Linked DNA regions of Mus musculus: regions 1 and 2 are each linked to region 3. The links are chromatin contacts, called in public promoter capture Hi-C maps. All regions are on one chromosome and are shown on one strand. Each heading gives the region's core, a stretch centred on a gene start, on an enhancer-like site or on the middle of the called end of the contact. The rest is flanking DNA. Distances are from core to core; before and after follow the strand shown.

Region 1 (4,400 bases), core at 666-3,165, 760 kb after region 3:
TTAGAGCTGCTTTATCCATTTCCCATTGTTTGTTTTCATAGATTTCTTTAAGGGTTTTCTTCATTTCCTCTTTAAGGACTTCTATCATATCCATAAAGGCTATTTTAAGGCTCTTGTCTTGTGCTTCAACTATGTTGCATTTCCCAGGGCCTGTTGTGGTAGAGTTGCTGGGCTCTAGTGGAGACATATTATCCTGGCTGTTATCAATAGAGTTTTTATGCTGGCATATAGGCATCTGGGTTTGGGATAATTGTAATTCTGGGTGTTAATACCTGGTCTTGTCTTTACTGGGTAAGTGTTTTTTCTCTTGGTTTCCATTGTCCTCTCTGGTCCTTAGGAGGGTGTGGTGGCTATATGTTGCCTGGTTGAGAATTCTTCTAGAATCCTGCCAGGTGTGGCAATGGTTTCAGGTATAATGTATTCCTAGTTACTGGGAGCTGACACATAGGAAGGGTGATGGGCTAGGAGCCGGGCTGAGGGGTCCACAAGAGGGAAGTATTACAATTATCCCATCTCACTGGGCCCATTTCTTACTTTTTTGAGAATGTTGAGATAATTGAAGTTTCTCTATGTCTATGTCTATGTCTTTGTCTTTGTCTCTCTCTTCTGGATCCACATTGAATGATTCACTTAATAGTTCAGAATCTTGGGCTGGAGAGATGGCTCAGCAGTTAAGAGCACTGACTGCTCTTCCAAAGGTCCTGAGTTCAAATCCCAGCAACCACATAGTGGCTCAAAACCATCTGTAATGGTATCTGACTCCCTCTTCTGGTGCATCTGAAGACAGGTACAGTGTACTTACATATAATAATAAATAAATCTTTAGGCTAGAGTGAGCAAGGCTGACTGAAGCAAGCAGAGGTCCTGAATTCAAAATTCCCAGCAACCACATGATAGCTCACAACCATCTGTACAGCACAGCTACAGTGTACTCATATACATAAAATAAATAAATAAATCTTTGAAAAAAATAGTTCAGAATCTTACTTCGTAAAACTGGGACTGGACTGGGCTGGAAAAAAAAACATTCACCTCTTACCACAAAGAGGATGGAGCTAAAGACATATTTTATAGACAAACTTGTATTATATTTCCCTCCACATTCATTCATAAGAGCCATCTCATTCAAATAACAATGTTTTTGAAAATTATTTCTCACTTCAATGTCACAGCAATAATTTCATGTATGTTCTTTTTTTTAAAAAGGACTTTTTTATGTTTGCTTTCCCTGCATGAGTGTTTGTCTAAATGCTTGTTTATGTACCATGTCCATATGCACCTGTCCAATAAGGTCAGAAGAAGGTTTCAGATCCTCTGGAAGTGGAGCCACCGTGTCGGTTCTGGGAATTGAACCCTGGTACTCTGCTAGAACAATAAATGGGCCTTAAATACTGAACTCCTCGTGTAACTTCTAGTCTTTGTTGGGTTTTATGTAGGTGGATATAGTAGAGATCATGATGCACCTTGGCTTTCAAAGCATGGTAATATGCTCTATGATATTCCCAATATCTTCTACTAACATATTCCTATCCACACAACTTGTGGGTAACTGAGCTAAACCTGCCCATTGATAGGCAGTAAGTGCCCTCTGGCAGAGTGATGGGAACACTTGTTTTTCTATTTCTCTTTAGCTCCAAGGTTCTCACCCTGTGGGTTGTAACCCCTTCAGAAGTTGAATGATCTTTTCATAGGAGTCACATATCAGATATCCTGCACAGGGCACAGGAACTCTATGAGAGAGTCAATTAAGGCCCAGCACAGAGTAGTTGAAGCAGCGTGACATGGGTCTGGAGGAGCAGTAGCAAAATTACAGTTAGGAAGTTACAATAAAATAATGTCATGGTTGGGGTCACACCATGAGGAAGTGTGTTAAAGGGCCGCAGCCTTAGGAAACTTGAGAACAGCTGCTTTGGCTGGACTCCTCGCCTCTTCCAGGCCTAGAACGTCAGCCTTGAGCAAAAGTGGAAGCCTCTAGAGCCAAGCCTCCATTCTCTTTTCAGTCTGCCTCTGCCTCTTTTCTTGGAGAACGTTGGCATCTAATGTCTCCTCGGGCACTCACTGACTGCATTTATGGGAGTAGAAAACCACTCACAGAGCAATCTCATGGTCTGAGAAAGGGAACCCCTTTTAAGGCAGAATGGTGATCCAGAATGAAGGAAGGCAGCAAACCTGTTCTTAAGAAGGACCCACTGTCAAGGAGCTCACATTTCTGGCTTCATTCTAGGCAGTACTCTTCCAGTTATGTTCAGGCTGCCCTACCTCTGCCTAGCACAATAAAGGGTACTTGGGCTTGCCATCAATAGCTCTTGTTAGACAAGCCATCTGTATCATTCCAGGTTCTGGCACGAAACAGATGGTACTCTCTGATTGGGTAAAATGAGATGAGTTTAATAAAGAGACTATTTACGAAGGCAGATCAGGGTGTATGGAAACCACAGGCCAGAAGGGGTAGAAGAAGGAAGCAATTACTGGAAACTTGAGAGAGAGAGAAGCCTGTGAAGAGGGCCTCTTGACAAGACTTGTGGCTTCTGGTTCAAAGCTGTAGCTGGCTAGCCCTCAAGGAGGCATTTGTGGGAAATACATATGCTTTTACCTACTGGCTCCTAGAGTTGGCCAGGATCACCTGGAGGGTAGAGGGCACAGGAACTCTATGAGGGAGTCAATTGGAGCCCAACATAGAGCAGTTGAAGCAGGGTGACATGGGTCTGGAGGAGCAAAGGGCAGTCACAGAACATGCCAGTCAAGTTTGGAGATAGTCTGCTGTGGTCCTTGCACAGGGCTGTTGCTCTCAACACTTTTTGGAGAATGAGTCTTTCTAGCCAGAGATAGGAAAGCCTACCTAGTCTTCTTTCTAGCGTTTGGGCTCTTGAGTGTTCTTTCTCCTCCATCCTTCATTGTCTACAAAAGGCAATTGCATTAGTTACCTTTCTGTTGCTGTGATAAGAATAGCCTGACAAACGCACCTTTGGGAAGGAAGGGCTTATTTTGACTCTCTGTTTGAGGGTACAGTCTATCACAGTGAGGCAGGCATGGAAATAGGAGACCAAAGCAGTGGGTCATGTACCTACAGTCAGGGAAAAGAGAATAATAAATGCTAGTACTTGTCTGGTTTTCTCCTTTTTATGCAGTCCAGGACTTAAGCCTAGGGAATGGTGCTGCCCACTTTCAACCTAAACAAATTCTGGCATGTCTAGAGACTCACCTCCCATCAAGTTGACCATTGAGATTAACCATCACAGAAGAGTGGTCTATGAAAGACAATGCATGTTCTGGGTCTCAGCCTTTAGATAGAGGACTGGCTTCCTGCACCTAGTCTGCAGGTCGTGTATCTTTTCTTCCTGCCATCCTCCGAACAGCAAGCTGCCTTTTCCAGGTTGGTTACCAGACAACCCTGACATAGCCAGATCACAGCTCGTTCCACTTCTTTCCCTCATATTCCCCACCGCCACCAGAAGTCAGAGCATACTTCCCTATGTCTGTGGAGGGAGACTTCATCTAGATTAGAGGGCCCACTAATACTCACTCCAGCGCCATGCTCCACATGACCTCTGCTCTGTCTTCCTCTGGCTAGCTCACTTGCACTTTATTCCTAGCCTACTACGTGTGGCTCACTACCATACAATGCTTCTCTTTTTAAAATAAAATTTGGAACAATGAGATTGCTCAGTAAGTAAAGGGACTTTCTGCCAAGCCTGATGGCCTCAATTCAATCCCTGAGACCCACAGAGGAAGTGAGCGCCAAGCCACTGAAGATGGAGTCTGACCTTGTACTCCAGGTAGGCTGGCCTTCAGTGAGAGTGGAACTAAGTACGTTTCTCTAATTCTGTTAGGAGTCTACATAGGAAACTGAAGTAACTGTTGTGGTGTTCAGTTACTCCCTGACAACCTGGCATCCTGCCCAGACAAGTGCCCTAGGATGCTGTCTGGTTGGCTTGCCCTTTTCTGGCTCCCCACGCATCCTCGTACTTGCCAGGGGATCTTGTTGCTGGTGTTCTGTATCCTTTATTTAATAGTTTTCATCGCTGTGGCCAAAGATGTTCGACAGAACAATTCAAGGGCAGAAGGGTTGGTTTTGGCTCAGGGTTTTAGAGGGTTCAGATCGTGGGTGCACGGGCCATGCTTGGGTTATTGGGCAAACCATCATGGAGCAGGGAGGGAGCAGGTAGCAGTGGAGCGTATGCATCTTGTGGCAGACAAGAAGCAGAAAAGGCGACAGATAGGGACCAGGGACAATACTAAATGCCCACCCCAGGGACATGCTTTCTCCAGCTAGAACACACCTCCTAAAGTTTCAAGAACCTCCTAAAATAGCATCACTGGGGGCCAAGTCCCCACCACACAGACCTATGGGGGACATTTCACCACGACAGACTGACAAGCAGTCTTAATTATCCTTCCAG
Region 2 (4,331 bases), core at 712-3,211, 900 kb after region 3:
ATGTGTGTGTCTCATCATGTACAGTGTCCTAGCATTCAGGAGTGAGGCAGGGGGGATTTAGCTTACAGTCAGTCTGAGTTATACTGTGAGACTGTAGACATGTCTATTATATATCATACACAATGAAATGTCACCTGCAACAACATGTATGGATCAAGAGGACATTACATATTGTCAAATAAGACAGGCACACAAAGCCAGTATCTCTTCTCACTTCAAGTGGAATCTTAACAAGTCCAATTCACTAAAGCAACAGTAAATAATTTTTATCAGATGCTGAGGGCAGAGAAAAGGGAAATGTTGCTCAAAAGATACAATGTTTCAGTTAGGCAGCAATATGTTACATAGCGATGTTAGTTAATATCCCAGATATAGAATAACATCTCCTACAGATAAGAGTGAATTTTAGTTGGACATGAGGTGCACACCAATAATCCCAAATACTTAGGAGACTGAGGGAGGGGATCACAAGTTATCATTCTAATTTACATAGCAAGTCCCAGGTGAGCCTATGTCATTTAAGGAGAACCCAACTCAATAAAAAATAGCTGGGGATATAAAGGCAGAATGTTTGCCTACTATAGGCAAGGATTTGGTTGGATTCAATCCTTAGTCCTGCAAAAGGCAATGTTGTGGCAGGAGGTGGTGGTATATTCTAGCTGTCACCACAAAGAATAAAGTATGAGAGGTGATCAAAGTCAATGAGTCCGATTTGTTCATTCGGGAGTGTATTCATGCACTGTACCCCATAAACATATGCAATTTAACACTGTACCCCATAAATACATGATTTATCAATCTGAAAAATGGATGAGGTAGTGGAGGAGCTTGTGATCCCAATTACTTTGAGCTCAAGAGCTAAAAAATGCCAGCCCCGACAACACAGTGAGACCAAGAATCAAGAGCACTGCAATTGTACAAGTGGAGAACAAAGAGAATTGTCTAACCTTACGATCAGCATGAGCATCTGTTACACCTGCGAGAGATGAAGCTGCAAAACGATGTTTAGGTAGGGTCACAAAAATAGACGCTTTTAACAGTTAATTTTTCCGTGACTTGTGCGTGAGAATAGCTAGGTTACTAAACAAAAAACAAAAATAAACGCACACAAAAAAACTTTCGAAGCCCAGACATCACGAAAGACCAATTGCTTCCGAATCTATGGAGGTGGAGGGAACCCACAGACATGTTTAAAGGCTTGCAGTTCGTTTCAAACAGAAGCCAAGATTAGAAAACAGACAAAACATGTGGATTTTGGGAGAAAGAGGCTGTAGTTGGAAAGATGAAAACCCAGGCAGGATAGGGCGGCTACTGCAAGGGCAGGGACAAAAGCCAAGAACACCAGCAAAGGATTTAAGGACTACATGTGTTTCAATGTTGGGCTTTGGGTGACAGCAAAGGCGCGGCACACAGGAGACTGCATTCAAATGACGTTATTGTGTCGTTGCTCTTGTCCCACAATTGACAAAAAAAAAAAAGGAAAAAGGAAAAAAAGAGACTGTAACGTTTTCTCCCACGCGTCGCGCCAGGGTCGCCTATGGGCGGAGCGTGCGTTGGACAGTCACAGCGCGCGGTCGCCGCAGGCCGCCTTTTTGGGGCCCCGAGAGGAGAGACGGGTGGTTTCTCCGCCAACCCTTCTCCGTTCACCGTCCCGCTGCGGTCGCCTAGGCGGGGAAAAAGAGCGCTTAGGGACCACTGACGTTACTGTGACGCGGCCGCTGGACTGGCGGCGCGGCTTCCGGCGCCTTGCGCCCACCCCCCTTTCCGCTTTCCCGCCCACGCACCTCCTGGCTCCGCCCCTCTCCCACGCACCCCCTCCTCCTGTCCCCCAGAACAGCACAGCGCGGGGAACGGTCGCAGGTTGCCTTTGGAAAGGGCCTCCCGCGGGTTCCCCTTCCGTTCTGCCTGGCGACTTCCGCTCTCGGCCCAGCAACATGGACGCTATAACCCGCCGGCCGGGCGGCCGCTGAGCAGTCGCGGAAGCTTCCCCACTTGAGTGGCGGCCGGCCCGCCTCTCTGCCCTCCCGCCCCACGCTCGCCTCCCTGCGGCCGGCCGGCCCGGCCCTACATGGGGGCGGGCCTCCGCAGCTTGGGCTCGGCTTCCTGTTCAGAGGCGGCCTGGCGCTAGGCGGCGGCCACTCTGCCCGCGCCCGCCTCGGTGCGGTCACCGAGCCCGGGAGGAGGCTCCAGGGCCGCATCTCAGGCGGTTGCCCCGAGCCGGGCTGTACGCCGCCATGGCCCCAGTGCAGCTGGACAACCACCAGCTGATCCCTCCTGGCGGCGGCGGTGGCAGCAGCGGCGGCGGAGGCAGCAGCAGCGGCTCCGCGTCTGCCCCGGCTCCCCCGCCGCCCGCAGCCGCTGTGGCGGCGGCAGCTGCGGCGGCAGCTAGCCCTGGATACCGGCTTAGCACGCTCATCGAATTTCTGCTCCACCGGGCCTACTCGGAGCTTATGGTGTTGACGGACTTGTAAGTGCTGCGAACCCATGCCTGCTTCCCGGCTCCTCACTTGCCCTTCCCGCCTTCAAGAGAGGCTTATGCTTGCCATTTACTGAGCTAGGCTGCTGAGCGTAGAATTTGGAAATTCATGGGGTTTAGGTTCTGGGGACAGGGAGGAGGTAACTATTGGGGATCTGGTTGACGATGAAAGCACGGAGACTGGTTAGTTTCGCATGTTAACACTTGCGCTGAAGATTGTCTTTGGGATTTTTGTCTTGAGTTCCCAACAGAAGTGTATTAATTTCTATGTGGAATATTTTCTAAAAACCTAAGTCGAAGAGTAAGCATTGAGGACTACGTAGAATTCGAACTGAACGGGATTTTCAACGAAGGGAAATGTTTTACATCTTTTTTGACAATGTTTTAAATGAAGGTTGCAATTGTTTCTCTTAAAATGCCGGAGGTCGATTCTGTGTAAAACAATTACATTATAAATTCTGATTCTTTCTGCAACATTTGAAAGCGTGTTAAGTCTTTATGGATGTAGTGAAAGTAGAATACTTTTTTTCTAATGAGCCTCCGGGTTTCAGTCTAGTTACCTATGAAATGCCTTGGGGCGTGATTAGGGTGTTAATACCTTCAGAGTACAAGCCGACTACACGGATGGTTCACTATGTGAATAAAAGGTACTAGGAAAATTTGAAACTCTTTAGCATCTTCTACCTGAGGTCCATAAAAGTTTTCTTTTTACCTATTGTTAGGCTCCCTCAGGTTTCCAGGGAAATACGTTAGTATGTAGACGCTAGGATGTATCTTGCAATACTTTGTTACTGGAGAATTACATTGTACATGACTAAAAGAATTAGGGCGGGCTTCACTTACTCTTGTAAAACATTCCCTTTCAGTTTTGATGTACAATATTTTATTGAATGAGACAAAGCTTAACCTTATCAAAAGTGGTGGCGGTATTACTATTCTCCTTACTATTGAGACGGGGTCTTCCTGTGTAATCGGGCTGGTCGCTAACCTTCAGTTCTGGCTCAGCCGCTTTAGTGTTGGGATTACAAGTATGAGCCACTACACCTGGCTGAGATTTTTTTTTTTTAACACACGATTTCCTCATCTAGTAAGAGCTAGGATTACAGGTGTGTGTACGTCCCTCACCCCGTATGGCTTCTGACTGAGTGATCTGTCAAGCTTAGTTCTTGTAGTAATGTACGTATATTGCATGTGTTCATAAGAATTCAAGACAGTTTAATATATGTCCTGTGCGTAGCTGTGGTAAAAAGACTGATCATGGATCATGTGATTGGTTTTCTGTAAAGAATTTGTAAAAATGTATTGAATTGTGTTCTATTTTTAATTTTAGGATTTAGTTTATGGAGAGAGATCTGTTTTATTGATATAGAATAATCTATGTTTAGTCCCCCCCCCCCATCATTTGTATGACTCCTAAACATATCTCAAGCACAGCCCTCAGCTGAATTCCACATTCTGTGTCCAGATCCTTACAGCTCAATATCTAACCCAGAAGCTGTGTTCAGTGAAAAATAAGAGATTTGTGGCCCAGGGTTTCGGAAGGTAAAAGCAAGAGGATCACAAGCTTTAGGCCAGACTCAAAGTACAAAGTGAAACTCTAGTTTCAAAAAAGATTCCATAGCCAAACATGGTGGTGCATGGCTTTAATCCCTGCAGAGGCCCCACGTGCATGCCAGTCTTACGTTTGAGACTAGCCTGGTCTATATATAGCCAATTCTAGGACATTGAGGGCTACATAGTAAGACCCTGTCTCAGACTAACCACCCCCCCACCCCCGTCTAGAAAAAAAACCACAGGGAAAAAAATGTTTAGAATCGCTTCTCTATGAGAGAGAGCATAAAATTTGTGGCTAAAC
Region 3 (4,356 bases), core at 73-2,572:
AAGTGAGTCTTACAGAATTGCTTCCAAGGATATCTCTCCAAGTGTACATTCTCCTCAGCAGAATGTCTGTGTACACACTGTGCTAATTTGACAAATGAGAAAACTTGTACAACTCTAGCAGTTACTTGTGGCTATTTAAACACTTCTTGAGCTGACTACCTTATTTAATGATCAGATTTCACAATTCAAATAGTTTAGTCCTTTTAGACACTTACAAAGTTAACCTTTAAGCTAAAACTGAGCCCCCCCCCAAAAATCATCCTTACCTGTCTGAGTAGCTTATGCTCATTGACTGTTTCACACTCACAGTTCTCTGATCTTCACTCTTCCAGTATCCTTAATCAGTATGAGTAGAGTCTTGCATGACACCAAGTACAGTGGGGAGAAAAAGGGAAATTAGATTGTTGAAGAAAGTCAACAGTTACAGTAAATATAACCAGTACCTCCTTAAAAAAAAAAAAACAAACACAACCCTCATTTCTCTATTTCTTTAGTGGGAGGAAGTTAGTGGGTAATACATATATTTAGTATAAATATGTACTGTATAAATAAATATATATGTAGTATACTTATGATGATTTCATGAAGTAGTTAGCTTTATTGTTGTGATTGGCTGAAGTTGCATTTCTAAGGTTTAATCACACATAGCTAATTATTTTTCTGTGAGCATAGTAAAAGGAACTTCTTTCCAGTAACTCAATAAAATACCAACATAAATTTGTCTCTAAACTTCACTACAAAATCATTTGTGAACAGCTTCTTTGCAATCCATCTTTTCTAAGAGTAGAACAAAACAAAACTTGAAGTTTTCTTATTTATACCGGCTTGCTCAAATCAAATATCACTAGGCTGGATTAAAATTCATGCTCATCAGTGGTCTCTGCTGTTTTAAGATTGAAAAAAACTGATGCCCAGAGATGCTTGCTCTCTGTGTGCTCAGAGTATATATAGGGACTAGAACCCAGTTTGGTTACTAATAAACAACTTTTCTCTACTTCTAATTGGCATGTTCTACCTCCATTTGGAGTTGTAATAATGAGTACATGAGTTAGAACATTTTATGATGGATTTTGGAGGTAGCAAATGTGTTTCAAAACAAATTAATAGTTATAGCATGTAGTCTGAACTGACCATAACCGAAGGCTAAATGTGCATTTAGCACTGACCACTGAGCAACCTGCATCCCCAGCCCAGTTCTGCCAATTCTTGTTTCCAAACCCAAGTCCACCTCATTTGCTTACCACTCGTCTAGTACGTAGATGATGAGAAGTTGGGCTTACTCAAAGATTGATCCTGAGAAGCTGGAGAGGGCAACCATCAGCAAAGCTCTGTCTTGGAGAATTGGGTTATAAGAAGGGTAGGAAAGCCTGGGTTATACAGTCGAACGATGGGCAGGAGGCTCTGTGCCCATTCCCCTGCCCGCCTCTGGCTAGAACTGTAATCAACCTTGACCTTCTGAAAATAGCTACAAACACATTAGTTATCTACAAGTTAACCTCCACAGCAATTTGTATGCTTTGTGTTAACTGATGCAGGGGATTAAAAGAACAAGGAGAGCTGCACATTCAGATGTTATCAGAAAGTCACCAGGAGTTGGAGGTGGGGGTGCCAATAAATCCACAAATTGTTTGGCAATTAACATTTTTGTCATTTAGGTGAGCTCTTCTTTAGCACAAAGGTAACTTCTGGAGAAGGAAAGGGGAAGGCACATAATTTCTCCCTACTGTCCCACTGTGTGTTCATTGTGGCCCATCTCCAGGATGTTTGCATAGCCGGCAAGCCCTTTCCTAGACCTGAGTTCCCCAAGATGGACAATTCCTTAAAATGGTGGCCATTGCTCCATTCTCAGACCATTTTGGATTTCACTATCATACATTTTCCTTAAACAGTACAGTTCACTCAAATATTTATTGGAGTTTCTACTACATTTCTAGTAGCACATGGAGGTCCCAGAAGTATAATGCTAACCACAAACTAGAGTGTCTTCAAATCCAAGGAAGATGTAGATGTGATGTGTCTGAGAAATAAAAACTTAGTGAGTTGGTAAATCACAATGGTTCATTAAAAGAACTGAAAGGGAAGAACAGAGAATGTGTGATAGATGGTGGTGGAAAATGAGGCTCGGGGAAGAAACGACTCAAGTGAGACGACTAGGTAAATACTATAAAAGATTTTCTAAGACAGTAAACAATACTCTCCAGTAGTAGAAAAAAGTAATGGCAGGAAATACTAAGCTAACAAAAATATTCCTTGTCATGGAGCTATTTCAAGAATATCAAACCAAGTTGCAAGTTCTCTAGGACATAGTGTGCCCCTTTGGACTTCGGGATCACAAATTTTCTCTGGCTCTTTGTGTTCTCATCTTTCTCCTCTTCAGAGTGCGGTTTCCTTTGTCCACATGTAAATCTCCTTATCTGATTACTTCTCAGATCATCTGCCCAAGCACTCTCCAGTACATACTCTTCTGATCCTTCTGATCTGCCTCAGGTGATGGTTTTAAATCTGGCCCCTGGAATTCCTTTGGAGTATTTTAGTAAGAGTGATCCAAAAGGAAAGCTCATTCAGTTTTGCAGCCCATGGTGAGCTGTTGTTACTACCTCTATCAACTTTGAGGGGTGGGTTTGAGGGTCACTTACCAGTTTCCCTCAAAACCAAAAGCAGGAGGACATGAGATACCTTAGACTTATCTGAACTTGTGTGTTTCAAATGGGAACTTACTTTTTGGCTCTCCAAGCTAATATCTAAATTGGCTACAACTGGACAGTTTAAAATTTGTCCATCTGACCAATCAGTAGCTCAGGGCATTGAGAGGGAAGCTATTGTGCAAGACAAGAACACGTGTCTAAATGTGTGCATATTAGAACACCATTCTTAATTTCCCTCAAAGGGGACCACAGTAAGCCTTGTTCATCAGTTCAATGCTTACACAAGCCAGTTAGCTTTAGATGTGCAGTGCAGTCCTGTTACTCAAAGCTGTGGTTTGTTCAAGTTCAGTGAACCTTCTGTTCTCTTTAGGATGTGGTATCTGGCCATAGCCTTGTTTCCAGTGCTACTGCTCTCAGGTCCTCACATTCTACTACAAGAATCTGTAGTCGTGGAAGACCCAAGTGTAACTAGAGTTTTAGGATAAAAGCGCTTTCTCCAGCAACCCTAACAGGCTGGCCTTGGCCACCCATCTTAATATGCCAACTCAAGAAGCAAATGACAAATCGTGAAAATCAGAGACAGGAGAGGTAATCATGTGCACATCAAAAAGAGGAACAGTGTCTGGTGACCCCAAATCCCTCTCAGGGTACTGATATCAGCTGTAGATTAGAGGACAAATTGAGGCAAGGAGGCAAGAGTTGTGCATAATTATACAGCCTTAGTCAAGGTGTAGCCAGTAGTTTGTGTGACTCACTGATCATTGTCTCAGTTATGGTTCAGCAAAGGTAGTCTGTAGGCTTTCTTATTGTTCAAGGGAACAGGGTGGTCCCCAGGAGATGATTGCTCACACTCTAGTCCTCACTGGTTAAATTTCATCATCTAGGTGATAGAATCCAAGGGAGTCCTGGTTTAGGATAATAACTGGATATCTTTAGGCACCTTTTAGGCATCCGGAACAGAACATGGTAAAAAGCTGACACTAAGATGCCCCCTTTAGTCCTGTCTCTGTGTCCTTGGCCTCAAAGGACAATGGAATAAGTGATAATTTGATAGACACTCCTTGAGTGATTCATATTGAAAGAAGTAGACAAAGCTAATGAGCCAGATTAAAAGAGATAGATGCAAAATGAAGGCAGACACACCAGGCTTACACTGTGCTTTTAGGTCCCTGGGGGCCTGAATGAGAAGTCAGTGGTTTTTAGGACTATCAGGGGGCTTTTCCCCTCTTTTTATGGATGTGTACGTGTGTTCATGTGTGTGCAGTTGCATGCTCATATCATGTTTCAGAACCAACCATTCTTCCCTGTGGGTACTTTGAAAGCCAAAGGTAAAGATGTAAATGAGCCAGCAATTCTTGTGTTACTGCCTGCCGTGCCTGTGCTACCTTTGAAGTGTACAAAGAAACTTATTTTCTTTCCTTAAAAGCAGGCATTTTAGAAAATAAGGCATTTGACAAGAGTCTGGGAGAAATGTGACCTATCACGAATTACCACAAGTAAACACATGCCCATATCACAACACAGCAACTGGGAATGCAAAGAGATTACGATCATGTATCAGTGCCCAGAATTCTCCATGTTTCTTTCCAAGAACAAGGTCATCTTATTTCTAGCCACTTCTTTTTAATTTCTCGATAAAATTGTTTTAAGATTAAGACTGTGTTTGTGTCCCTTTTTGTCTTTACTCAAGGAGGAGGTTATATCAATGGCC

Evidence for each region. Promoter capture Hi-C pulls out the DNA fragments that hold promoters and counts their contacts.
Region 1: a contact with region 3 is called in a promoter capture Hi-C map of stem cell-derived epiblast-like cells, with 3 times the contacts expected there. The contact joins the enhancer-like site here to the promoter of Gpr82 in region 3. A contact is called at or near these places in 7 of 39 promoter capture datasets (the 3T3-L1 cell line, the C10 cell line, HPC-7-derived erythroid cells and 4 more) and 1 of 15 datasets of contacts at CTCF or cohesin (large pre-B cells).
Region 2: a promoter capture Hi-C map of erythroid cells shows a contact between it and region 3, with 29 times the contacts expected there. The contact joins the promoter of Med14 here to the promoter of Gpr82 in region 3. A contact is called at or near these places in 7 of 39 promoter capture datasets (the 3T3-L1 cell line, 3T3-L1-derived adipocytes, erythroid cells and 4 more) and 1 of 115 datasets of contacts at active chromatin or transcription factors (memory CD8 T cells).

What each region holds. Positions count from the first base shown.
Region 1 is chrX:12,899,961-12,904,360 of GRCm38.p6, reverse strand. No RefSeq gene overlaps it. Among named protein-coding and RNA genes, the nearest start is that of AA414768, 35 kb to the left of the region's middle. Within about 2 kb of position 1,915, at least 8 of the 459 cell types and tissues checked have an H3K27ac peak or open chromatin away from gene starts, as enhancers often do.
Region 2 is chrX:12,759,603-12,763,933 of GRCm38.p6, reverse strand. It overlaps Med14 (mediator complex subunit 14), which reads left to right and starts at 1,961. Exons shown (of 31, transcript NM_001048208.1): 1 at 1,961-2,467. The coding sequence starts at 2,235. It overlaps Gm14634 (predicted gene 14634), which reads right to left and starts at 1,656. Exons shown (of 5, transcript NR_045852.1): 1 at 948-1,656.
Region 3 is chrX:13,658,329-13,662,684 of GRCm38.p6, reverse strand. Gpr82 (G protein-coupled receptor 82) reads right to left here and starts at 1,322. Exons shown (of 4, transcript NM_175669.3): 1 at 1,242-1,322; 2 at 267-357. All of the region lies in intron 5 of Cask (calcium/calmodulin-dependent serine protein kinase (MAGUK family)), which reads left to right.